Linked DNA regions of Mus musculus: regions 1 and 2 are each linked to region 3. The links are chromatin contacts, called in public Hi-C and promoter capture Hi-C maps. All regions are on one chromosome and are shown on one strand. Each heading gives the region's core, a stretch centred on a gene start, on an enhancer-like site or on the middle of the called end of the contact. The rest is flanking DNA. Distances are from core to core; before and after follow the strand shown. Region 1 has its middle 37 kb from the start of Smurf2. Region 2 overlaps Bptf (bromodomain PHD finger transcription factor). Region 3 overlaps Cep95 (centrosomal protein 95).

Region 1 (3,659 bases), core at 617-3,116, 140 kb before region 3:
AGGAGCCCCTAATTCCCTGACAGGAAGCACACAGGGTACACAGAGATAGATACAATGACCACTGCAAAGATATTCAAGGCCAAATGCTTAGGCAAAACAAACAAACAAACAACAAAAAAACCCCAACACTTTTTAATTTATGATTTATTTGTTTATTTATATGCTTTGGTGTTTTGCCTGGATTTATGTTTGTGTGAGGGTGTCAGATCCCCTGGAACTGGAATTATAGACAATTGTGAGCTGCCATGTGGGTGCTGGGAATTGAATCCAGGTCCTCTGGAAGAGCAGCCAGTACTCTCAACTGCTGAGCCATCTCTCCAGCCCCAAGCCTTGGAAATTCTTAACGCATGAGCTCTGCTCTGTAAATAAGCGAGCTAGAAGCCACACGTGGGAATGACACCTCCTGCTATCTTTAAACTCTTATCAAAGGGCAGGCTTAAAGATGGCTTGCTTTGGTTTTCAGGAAGGGATTAAAAACAACTGCAGCTTTTATTAGCATGATTTAAATGCTCATAATAACATCCTCGCTTTGAGCTGCCCACTGCGCTTCATCATAAACATAAAGCCCAGGGCTTGTCTGTAGGTAGATCAGTGTGGTTACACAGGGTGGTTTTCTGTTCTTCTGGAAATGAATTGATGTCTCTGCCTGTTTCCACCTGAGCACTGTGTTTTCTGTGCTGTCCTTAAACAACCAACTTATTTTTTCACCACAGGTTTCCTGGTATGTGTTTTATGACCTTATAGCCCTTCGGTCAACAGTTCAGAGCCAAGCAAGGCAGAACAACAGCAGATCCACTGGAAATGGAGCAGAGAGCCACTGTATGGGTGCTAGAAATCAAAGCTGGGTCCTCTTTAAGAGCATCAAGTGCCCTTAATGGCTGAGATCTCTCTAGTCCCTTGATAATATTAATTGAGGCGAGGAGATCCACTGTGGGTGGAACCATTCCCTAGACAGGGCATTCTGAACTGTATAAGAAGAGGAAGCAAGCTGAGTATAGGCATGCTTGTATTTTCTACTACTCTTCCGACTATAGATCTGTGGGCTGGTTTCCTCAAACTCCTGCAGCCATGATGGACGGTAGCCTGGAACCGTGAGCTAAAGTGGACCTTTTCTCTCTCAAGTTGTTTTTATCAGGGTGTTTTTATTCTGTCTCTAGACACATAGCTAAACAAATAGAAGGTAGGTTTGCAAAGACGTAATGGCTTTGTAGGTTGTTTACCTCTGGCCTGGAGTCAAGGAAGCCAAGACTGATCTTTAGATCTTAATCTCAGGAATACTTTCTTGCATAGCTGTTTCTAGAAGCTATGGTCCATGGAGCACCAATTCCTACCTGCCTCTTGAGGGGCACACTTTCCACTCTGGGAGATGCTGGCACAGAAGCAGTCCAATGGTACCACCCACCCTCCCTGGTTCAGCATCCAGTCACCCCAGCTGGGGACCCCAGAAGAGGAAGCACCTGCTCGCCCTGACTTGAAGCTGCAGATCGCTTGCCGTCCAAAATGAGTCACGGAGGCACCGTGGAATGGATTTTACTCATCCCCCAGGCATGGACTCTTGGAAGACTCCAGAGTGACTAGCTTCAAGTGTTCTGTCTCAGGCACAGGGAATTTCATCCCTCTCTGAGTCTGCAGTCACTTCCCCTCTGGATACTTCCTGTTTCTGGGAGCAGGCAGCCTGCCAGGCAGGGCTCAGCCTCGGAGCAGACGGGCGGAGACATCCTTCCTCTTATTTCTAGTACTGAATCCCATCTTCCTTCCCTGTCAGAGATATCTATCGCAGCTCTCCGCCCTTCCCAGGTCCCTGCACCCACCGTGGGAGAGCGCAGAGGAACATAGTTTCATCTGCAACTCTGACCTTTGGCAGGTGCTTAGCAACCATTATTGATCACTGGCTTCTTGGGCACAGATAATCAGGAAAAGATCTAGGGCAAGGGTCCATTCATTCACTGACTTAATAAATATTTGTTAAATAACTACTATGTTCCGGGCCCTGTTCAAGATGCTGGGCTATGGCAGTAAACAAAGCCTATCCACCAATGTCCTCATAGCGACTATGTCCCACTGGGAGGGACAATTGGGAATCTAAACAGAAATGTAAAACATTATAGCATGCAAAATAGTGATAAATGCTAAGTAGAGAGGACAAAGCTGGGGGGGGGGAATATGAATTCTGGGTATGAGGGAAGTATAAATTATTAAATGGGGTGGCCGAGGAAGCTTTTGCTGCAAAGGGAATTTTGAGCAAACATTTGGAGAAGAGGAGAGAGGGAATTGGGGTGGGGGGGAGGCCAAGAGTCTTCTGGGAAAGGGAAAGAGTACATGCAAAGGCCCTGGGGTTGCGGATGTTCATGTGTGGACAGGTTGGCGAATAAGAGAAAGGATAGGGAGCTGAATAGAGTGTGTGAGGAGGGGGAAGATGCAGGAATTAAAACCAGAGAGGCTTCTCTATGGTAGCGTGGACTTTGGCTTTTACTCTACACTGCACGGGAAAGGAAAGCACTGGCTTTTAATTGAGATGTCCGTAAAGGGATTCTTGGAGAGCTGGAGTGACAGTTACCCGAAGATGGTGAGGACAGGATGTGGAATCAGGGAGACCAGTCCAGGGAGAGATTGGTGGCTTGGGCCACTGGTGGTGGCAGTGAGAGTGATAGGCAGATTAGAGAGGTCATAGGACCTGCTGGTGGGCTCAGATGTAGGGTGTGTGAAAACACACGGAGACAAAGGTAACACTTGCGAGGCTGAGGCAGGAGGATCACATGTTTGAAGCTATTCTAAATTATGTACCCAGACCAGTTTGGATTATATAGTGAGACCCTGTCAGTAAATAAGGGCAAGTGAGCTGGCTCAGTGGGTAAAGTGCCAAGCCTGAAGACATGATTTGACCCCTAGACCCCATATGGTGAAATGAGAGAACCAATTCCCCAAAGTTGTCTTCTGACCTCCACATTTACAACAGGATACATACACGCTCTTCCCCTCCCTCCAATTTATAAAAAACAAACAAAAAAAACCCCATCAACAAATAAAATAATATAAAAATAAAAAGAGGGCTGCGAACGGAGCTCAATAGTAGAGCATTTGCCTACCATGTGTGAGTCCCTGGCTCACATCCTAGTACCACAAACAATAAGAATACTGCAAACCAGTGGTCACCTTTCCATCACTAGAACAAAATACATGAGGTTGGGGCCTGGGGATGCAGCTCAGTGGGTTAGCTGAGCACACACAGAGTCCTAGGTTCGATCCCTGCCAATGCATAAGTTAGGTGTGGTAGTGCACACCTGGAGTCCCAGGACTTGAGAAGTAGAGGCAGGAGGATCAGAAATTACAGGCCATCTTCAGCTACATTATGAATCTGAGACCAGCCTGGACTACATGAAAACCAAAAAGGAAGCCCGAAGGTCAGTCAAGGAAAACCATCCATTAGATCGGGTGAGACTGTGGAATGAACGGCAGCTCTGCATCTTGGGAAGCCCTTTAAATCACTCTAGCAGGAGTGAAGGACTCCAGTGCTCCCTTTCTTTAGCAGCTAGGCATTTAGGAGCAAGATGGAGTAGGGAGGGATGCTGGGTGGGCACTTGACAGGGCTTCAGAACTAAGGGAAGATGGAGTTACTGAGTGGGGACCAAGGAGAGGCCACAGTATCAGCTTTTAGAGGA
Region 2 (3,474 bases), core at 601-3,100, 220 kb before region 3:
GAGGGGCTGGACAAAGGGCACCTCTGCACGTGCCGGTGACATGAAGTTTACTGAAAGTGCCACTTCCGCAGTTGCTCATCACACACTGACAGACAGGCGCCATCTCCACTGTTGCTTACCTGACACTGAAGAGTGCTCACCATTTGCTTTCCTTTCAGTTTATTTCTTGAAGAAAAGTATATCACGTAGGCATAGATGAGAAAGCCGTTTGATCAAGTCTGGTTATTTTCTCACTAGTGGGAAGATTGGGAGTAATGGAGATGGGTGTCAATATAGGACGTTATGTTAGCACACTTGGCTGTCTCCCACCTGCAATGAGATCTGATGCCCTCTTCTGGAGCGAGCGGGGCCGACCGGAAAGAGCAGAGATCCTAAATTCGATTCCCAACAACCACATGAAGGCTCACAACCATCTGTACAGCTACAGTGTACTCATATACATAAAATAAATAAAATAAAATAAAATATAAATAAATAATTTTTTTAAAAGAAAAAAGAAAGAAAATCTCTGACTATCACCCAAATCACCTTGTGTGGATAATTTCATTTCTCTAATGTAAAGCTCACTTGAATTTTCAAGGTTTGTTGATCCAGTGAGGCAACTGAATAATAGCAGTATATATATTATATTTAATATATACATACATACATGCATGCATACATACATACATATTTACACACACTGTGTGTTTCTGGTGTCTGTATATGTTTGTTAGTGTTTCTACTGACAGCCATGACACTTGCTCTCTGTTGTAGGCCCACAAGATGGCGTGGCCTTTCCTTGAACCGGTAGACCCCAATGATGCACCGGATTATTACGGTGTTATTAAAGAGCCAATGGGTAAGTGCTTGCACTAAATAGGAAGACGAGTTTCACAAGTCTTGGACATTGATCTCTCACCATGAAGCTGATGAGGGAGAGTATCTTGGACGTGCAGGCAACGGTGTAACTGTGTCAGTCAGTTGGGATGCTTACTTGATGTGTCTTTTGAAGCTGGGTTTCCTAGGTACTTAGTCCAGGCTGACTCGACCCTGGAGTGCACCTCCCAATGCTGAGGTTAGAGGAAGGCACCACCATCTGGGAATATCTATTAAATTTACATATGCATGCCTTTGAGCCAGCAGCTTAATGGGACAAGTGTATATTCCTCAACAGTGTTTATGGTGGCTAAACACTGGAAATGAACAAGCTGTCGGCCCAGGAGCCTCTGCGTCAGAATGTGTATGAGTAGAGACCTGTGCAGCTGTACAGACAGTGAGTGCAGTCAGTGAACCCAGCCTGATGCAATGGAGACCCTTCTTTCTCCAGGAGAGAAAACACTGGTAGAGCAGCTGTCCCTGAAGGTACCAAGAGTGGCAGCTACATGAGGTCATGTTTCAGAATACTGGAGAAGTTCCAAAACCAAAGCAAAAAGACTTCCAAACGTGTGGAGCAGTCCCTTCATAGCTGTTAGAAGAATTGTATTGTTAAAGTATTCTTAAAGAGGAGAGAACACAGAGAAGAAGGAAAGGAGGACTCGGTGAGATCCATCCCAGGGCTGAGAGGTGGAGTGCATTGTACACTTGAGACCCAGGATAGCCGCTGCGTTAGTCTCTTTGGATAATGATGACTTTGTGTGGTCTAGAAGTTGAATTTACTGGAGCTAGAGAGATTGCCCAACAGGTAGGACAGCTGAGGCTCTGCCCACAGAGCAGGCTTCAGTTCCCAGCACCCAGATACATGGTGGTTAGCATCATCTATACCAGAGGTCTGACTGACTCCTTTCTCACCACTGCCTCCTGCTCAGTACACATCCATGGGATTAAGAAATTGAGTGTTTCTTAATTTATTAGCCAACTTCAACTTTTTAAATTATTTTTGTCTCGCGGTGTTTGGCACACAGAGTTCATTCTGTAGTCCATCTTGGCTGTCATCCACCACTCCAGCAGTCCTCTTCCTCAGACCGAAGCATGCAGGCCTGGCAGGTGTGAGCCACTGCTCCTAGTTTTTTCAAAGAGCTAGGGTACTTTCCTGTGTCTTTCCCTTTGTTACCACAGGAACAATGTGCCTCCTCTGTAGACATGTCCAGGGCATACAGAGCTACAAGACACCATGGGAAAAAGTTAAAGTTACCCATTTATCTCTGGGCTTTAAACTATAAACATTATTTTCTAGTCATGCCCCACTCCCTATTGTTTTGAAATAGGGTCACACTCTGTAGTCTTGGATGCCCAGAACATATAATTCTCCTGCCTCAGCCTCTTGGGCACAGGCAATATTGGTATACACAATTCCCAGACAGTTGTATATTTGCTAAAAGTTCATAAATATGCATTAAATTGTCTCCATGGTGTGGACTAACTTTAAAATGGTGGGAGACAGAAGAAGGCAGATCTTTGAAGCTAGCCTGGTCTATAGAGTAAATTCTAGGATAGCCAGGGCTATACAGAGAAACCCTATCTGGAAAACAAACAAAACTGGTGGGTCGCTTTGAGGCAGGTAGCAGGGTGTTACTAAAGGCCATGACATGCTGCTGGTGGTGGTGGTGGTGGTGGTGGTGGTATTCATAACCCTGAATTGTAATTAACCTTAGTATGCATAGTGATTTGTGTTTGTTATTTTAGTCTACTTTCAAAGATAAAGACAATTTCTGCTGGGTATGGTGGTGCATCCCTTTAATCCCAGCATTTGGAACACAGGCAGGCAGATCTCTGGGAGTTGTAGGCCAGCCTGGTTTATTTTACTGAGTGAGTTTTAGGATAGCCAGAGCTATATAGAGAGACCTTGTCTCTCAAAACAACAACAAAACAAAACAACAAAAAAATACTTTTATATGCATAAAACCAATTGGCATAGTTTTCTTTACTGTAAAGCAGTTGAATAATGGATATTGTTCTGTGTGGTTAATTAAATATGAAAGAGCCTTCTTAGCAGCAGCCAGGATTACTGTCTTAGAACCCAAAACAGAACATTTCTCATGAATGGCAAGCTAGCCTCCAGACATGGAGAATCAGATTCAGAAAGATTCAACATAACACATGTTGAGTTCATGAGAGCTGCAGGCCCTGATCACACTGGGAAAGACCTTAAAGCTTTGAAAATATTTTGTTTTGTGTTTTTAAGACCTTGCCACCATGGAAGAAAGAATACAAAAACGGTATTATGAAAAGCTGACAGAGTTCGTGGCAGATATGACCAAAATTTTTGATAACTGCCGTTATTACAATCCCCGTGACACCCCTTTTTACCAGTGTGCAGAAGTTCTTGAATCATTCTTTGTACAGAAACTAAAAGGATTCAAGGCCAGCAGGTAAGCACCGGTGTTCAGTGTGCTGAACTAAGTCACTCTTCAAACACGATCCTGCCCTACTGAAGGATCGGCCAGTGGAGTGGTCATAGTAAGTTGTTCCTTCAGATAAAAGATACTGTTCCTACAAAGTCAAGACTACAACATTACAGTTACGCTAGGCACGGTAGTCAGAGGAAATTTGTGA
Region 3 (3,974 bases), core at 1,248-3,747:
AACTCCTATACCTGCTCTTTGTAAGAAATTAAATAAAGTTATTTTGGATTGTTCCACCTTTGTAAACAATTGGCTAAAGAGGGATCATTACCTTGATGAAATTAAGCCATTTACATGTTTAGTTGTGTTTTTCTATAGCAGAGTGTTATATTTTGCATTATGTGGGTCACCGTAGCTTAAGTGGGGTTTTATATTTTTCAAGTGTGACTTTCTTGGAAATTCTTAATGCAGCCATTTAAACAGTTTATTTGCTACCCTTCCTGTTTTTAAGATGACTTAAAAAAAAAAAAAAGACCTCATGTTCTTGAATCAAGAAGATCAGGTATTTTGGATTTACTTTCATCTTAAATTGAAATACTGCATTTTTATAGCTTCTCAGTATGTGATGGGGTGGATTTTCATTCTTTGCTGGGTCAGCTTGTCTTTTATATGCTATTTCTATAAACCAAAGTCTCTAATAAGTACATCTAACTTATATTTTAATTAAGTTTCTAAAAGGAAAATTTTTGCTCTAAAAATCGTTTAACAAGTTTGAGAGCCCTGCTTTTACCTCATTGGTTGAGCTGGAGGTGGTAGTGGGCATGGTGGGCCAAGAATGTCATACATGCATGACGTCAGCTGGGCTGACCATGCCCGTGATCCTGGCTCCTGGGAAGCTAAGGCAGAAGGGCCAGTTCAAGTTTGAGGCCAGCCTGAGCGACACAGCAGACCTTGCCTCACATAAGAGTGACTCTAAGGCAGTCGTATAATTTACTCTAGAACTAAAGAGTTCATGAAGTGAGGGACTGGAGGCCAGGCTGCCACACTGCTGACTTCAAGTGTGGAGGTTACGCTTTCAAGGTGTGTGGCCCATCCTGTGATCTAGAAGGTAACAAAAATTCTGGGGTGAGGGGTTGCAACCATTTAAAAAAAAATCACATTGGATTTTAAAATTCAACCATCAGAACAATGCACTATTATTTTTAAACATGGATGTGAAAGAAGAATAGCAGATTTTGCTGAGCTTGGCACAGGGCCATGAGGAGCACTTGACAGGAAGTGTAACTCAGCCTGGTGGCCGACACCCGTGATCCTGTCACTGGGGAGGCAGAGGCAGAAGCGTCAGCATGCCAAGGCCAGTCTCACCTACACAGTGGATTGAGGCTTCCTTGAGACCCTGTCTCAGAGGACAGGGATGCAGTGCTAAGGAGACGCTGCTTTCAGTGGTTTTCCATGCAGTGTAACACAGGCAAATCCCACTGCTTTCTGAGTGCCTTTTAACTTTATTACAGTGACTTGACAGAGCTTTAGAGGAAACTGCCCTATGTAACGGTCTTCAATAGCACAGACATCAAAAACATGGTTTAGATTTCGATTTCAAAATTACATTACCTGATTACTTCCAAATAGGTGCTAAGCAAACAAAAATCCCCAGTGTCACAGAACCTGGACTTGCCTTGTGTTTAATGTGAATATTTATCTGTCCCCACGTCGCCTGCCTCCAGGCGCTCTGTTCCATCAGGAAAGCTTCATTCTGACCAATGGTTCCCTGTGCTCACATGCAGTAAGAGGCCACTATTTTCTGGCACAAAGTTTTAAAGCAGTGCTGTGTATCCTGTACATTTGTTTTGCAGTTTGTTGCTCTGTATTTTACAGTGCTCTCCCCACCCCACTCACATTTACAGGCCAGAGCACAAATTTCTCTTCTCCTAAATCCACTATAATTTGCTTTCCTAGACAACACTAAATCTGCCCTGAGCTTGCAGTGCATCGGACAGATGGCACTGGTGGGTGTTAGCCGCTTCCAGTGCCTGCAGGGTCAGCAGCACAGCCTCGCCCTTCAGCTGCAGCTTACGGTCGGGGCCACGTGTGGTGGTTAATGTTCTCACACTAGGATGATGATTGTACCAAATGCTGAGTTGCTGATTCTAGATGTAATTAGTTCACTTTATGTAATATTCTCCTTTTCTCTAAACTGACTTTAAAAGCAAAGTTTTATCATTTCCATTGTATTTATTACAGAATGTTTTAGCCTTGATATTCTTTGTAATTTCACTCATTTGTTACATGAGCTTTATCAATAACATCTGTATAAATGGTTTTTAAAAATTAACTATGTACGTATGTATGTATGTGCCCATGCCGAAGCTGAGCAATAAAATGAATGCTGTTTGCACTGTCACAGCAGCGAGGTTTGTAAGAATACTGAGTTTTTACTTGTTTTGAAAACCATGTTTGGCTTTTCACAGGCGATAGCGGGGAGCCTTGAGTTGGAAAGACTGCTGCTTTCCTCCAGGCTTAGAGGCTGGCACCCGGCTGCCCTGAGGTGGGGCCGGCTGGAAGCGGGGCAGTTCTCTATCATGGCAGCTGAGACTTCCCATCGTTGTTGGGGGCCATGAGGTGGTGGGACTTCTGAGAGAAAAAAAATCTACAATCAGGTCTGTCTGCGGTCTGGAGGGCAGCACTGTGGCCGGCAGATGGCCTAACCTTTGCCAGCATGCCTTGGTGTTAAACAGTCAAGTCTTGCAAATGAAAAGGAGAAGTTACGGCTCTGTGAATGCCAGTCGATGGGAGTACAGCTACATACACAGATAGGGAAGACATGCATGTGGGTTCTTTCTTCACCATAACGTGTGGTCTGTGAATCAGTACAGCAGAGGCTGCAACAGCTTAGAAGAGCTGGAAACGAGCAGACAGCAGAGTGTAAGACAGGTCCTGACAGTGTTCTGTAGCTGCTTCCTCTAGTTCTTTTCTAGAAGGATGAGGGAGGACAACAGACCCCTCCATGGCTTGCTCATGCATCTTGACAGGTGACTGCCGTGGTGAAGAGCTGCTGGCACAGAGACTTTCAGGGAGCCGCACTCCAGTGCTGCTCTCGTGTCAGCACCTATCTGGCGGGCTTTTTCAGTAGCATGAAGTCAAGAGACTAGTTATAGGATAGATGGAAGTACACCAGAGGGTAGTACCCTTTTATGTTAACACTCTAAACTGCTTTGTCTAGTTATAGTTAAAAGGCTATATAAAAGGTAATCTTCCTGAAAGGTATAGTGGTGCAAGTCTGTAATCCCAGCACTCGGATGCCTGCAGTCATCCTGAACAGAGATGACCTCATCTTCTAGCCAGGAAGTAGATACAGCTAGGGAAATGGAAGTCAGCTCCCAAATGGTAGATGAGGGACTTAAGACTACATAGCTCCTGAACTCCAAAACAGTAGCCATTATTGGCTTCATCCACAGCCTGTTTGATGCTGTTAGGTCCTGGAGTTCATACACAGTCAATAACTTTTATTGACCTCTATCAACATGCTTCACAAGTGGGCTGGCAGGACTTGCTAACAGCTTTAACAGAGCTAAATGCCTTTATTCCCTTTTCTCAGGTTTTAGGTTATAAATTCAAAAGCAGTAAGCTTTAAGAGAAAGTTTTTATTTAAAATAATTCTAAATTTTAACATGAATACATAAATAAGGCATATTCTGGTTTAGACTGTTTACTGGCTCAGGTCTAGCTCTGTTCATATTAAGGTGTCTAGAAACTTCACCTATGAAGTTTGGCCTCTTGGGAAAGGATTTTTACTGTACTGGAAGGAAGCCAACTGCAGCCGAGCTTTGAAGCGCTCAGCTTCTAGCTCCCGGAAGAAAGCATCATCGTCGTTCTGCGTTATCATGTGCTGCAGTTGCTGAATCTCCTTCTCCATTTTAGCTCTCAGCTCCCTCTTCACCTTATGTAATGTCTGAAAGAGAACTAAGTCAGTCTGAAGCTTGTGACTCTTAGTCCAGGCCCCTCTATTCTCAGCCCCGAGCCCCCCATCTGCCCGCTCCCAGCCGGTTCCTCCAGAGAGCTGTGATTTGTTGGCTCCCTTCCAAGACCAGAGCTGCTAACATCAGCCCATCAGGTACTTGGAAGCAGAGATGCATTCTCTTTGTATTCTCTCTGTTCTTTTGAAGTTACAATAACATTTTCTGTTTCCCTCCTAATTCCTGTCCTGTCCATTATTA

Evidence for each region. Hi-C and Micro-C count contacts between places; a contact is called where the count stands out from the background. Capture Hi-C pulls out chosen DNA fragments and counts their contacts.
Region 1: a contact with region 3 is called in a Hi-C map of bone marrow-derived macrophages, with 33 read pairs. The contact joins two enhancer-like sites. A contact is called at or near these places in 4 of 39 promoter capture datasets (the C10 cell line, cranial neural crest, embryonic stem cells and 1 more), 3 of 484 Hi-C or Micro-C datasets (bone marrow-derived macrophages, embryonic stem cells and extraembryonic ectoderm), 1 of 115 datasets of contacts at active chromatin or transcription factors (acute myeloid leukemia) and 3 of 9 other capture datasets (adipose tissue, liver and pancreatic islet).
Region 2: a promoter capture Hi-C map of adipose tissue shows a contact between it and region 3. The contact joins two enhancer-like sites. A contact is called at or near these places in 10 of 39 promoter capture datasets (the C10 cell line, the HPC-7 cell line, cranial neural crest and 7 more), 1 of 484 Hi-C or Micro-C datasets (nephron progenitors) and 3 of 9 other capture datasets (adipose tissue, liver and pancreatic islet).

The regions. Positions count from the first base shown.
Region 1 is chr11:106,955,573-106,959,231 of GRCm38.p6, reverse strand. No RefSeq gene overlaps it. Among named protein-coding and RNA genes, the nearest start is that of Smurf2, 37 kb to the right of the region's middle. Within about 2 kb of position 1,866, at least 106 of the 459 cell types and tissues checked have an H3K27ac peak or open chromatin away from gene starts, as enhancers often do. A contact at or near this core is called in adipose tissue, bone marrow-derived macrophages and pancreatic islet, where this site is marked.
Region 2 is chr11:107,040,042-107,043,515 of GRCm38.p6, reverse strand. It overlaps Bptf (bromodomain PHD finger transcription factor), which reads left to right. Exons shown (of 28, transcript NM_176850.3): 26 at 757-841; 27 at 3,104-3,290. Among named protein-coding and RNA genes, the nearest start is that of 1810010H24Rik, 16 kb to the right of the region's middle. Within about 2 kb of position 1,850, at least 8 of the 459 cell types and tissues checked have an H3K27ac peak or open chromatin away from gene starts, as enhancers often do. A contact at or near this core is called in adipose tissue, where this site is marked.
Region 3 is chr11:106,818,269-106,822,242 of GRCm38.p6, reverse strand. Cep95 (centrosomal protein 95) reads right to left here. Exons shown (of 20, transcript NM_177088.3): 20 at 3,382-3,709. The coding sequence ends at 3,518. It overlaps Smurf2 (SMAD specific E3 ubiquitin protein ligase 2), which reads left to right. Exons shown (of 19, transcript NM_025481.3): 19 at 1-2,182. Among named protein-coding and RNA genes, the nearest start is that of Cep95, 31 kb to the right of the region's middle. Within about 2 kb of position 2,497, at least 78 of the 459 cell types and tissues checked have an H3K27ac peak or open chromatin away from gene starts, as enhancers often do. A contact at or near this core is called in adipose tissue, bone marrow-derived macrophages and pancreatic islet, where this site is marked.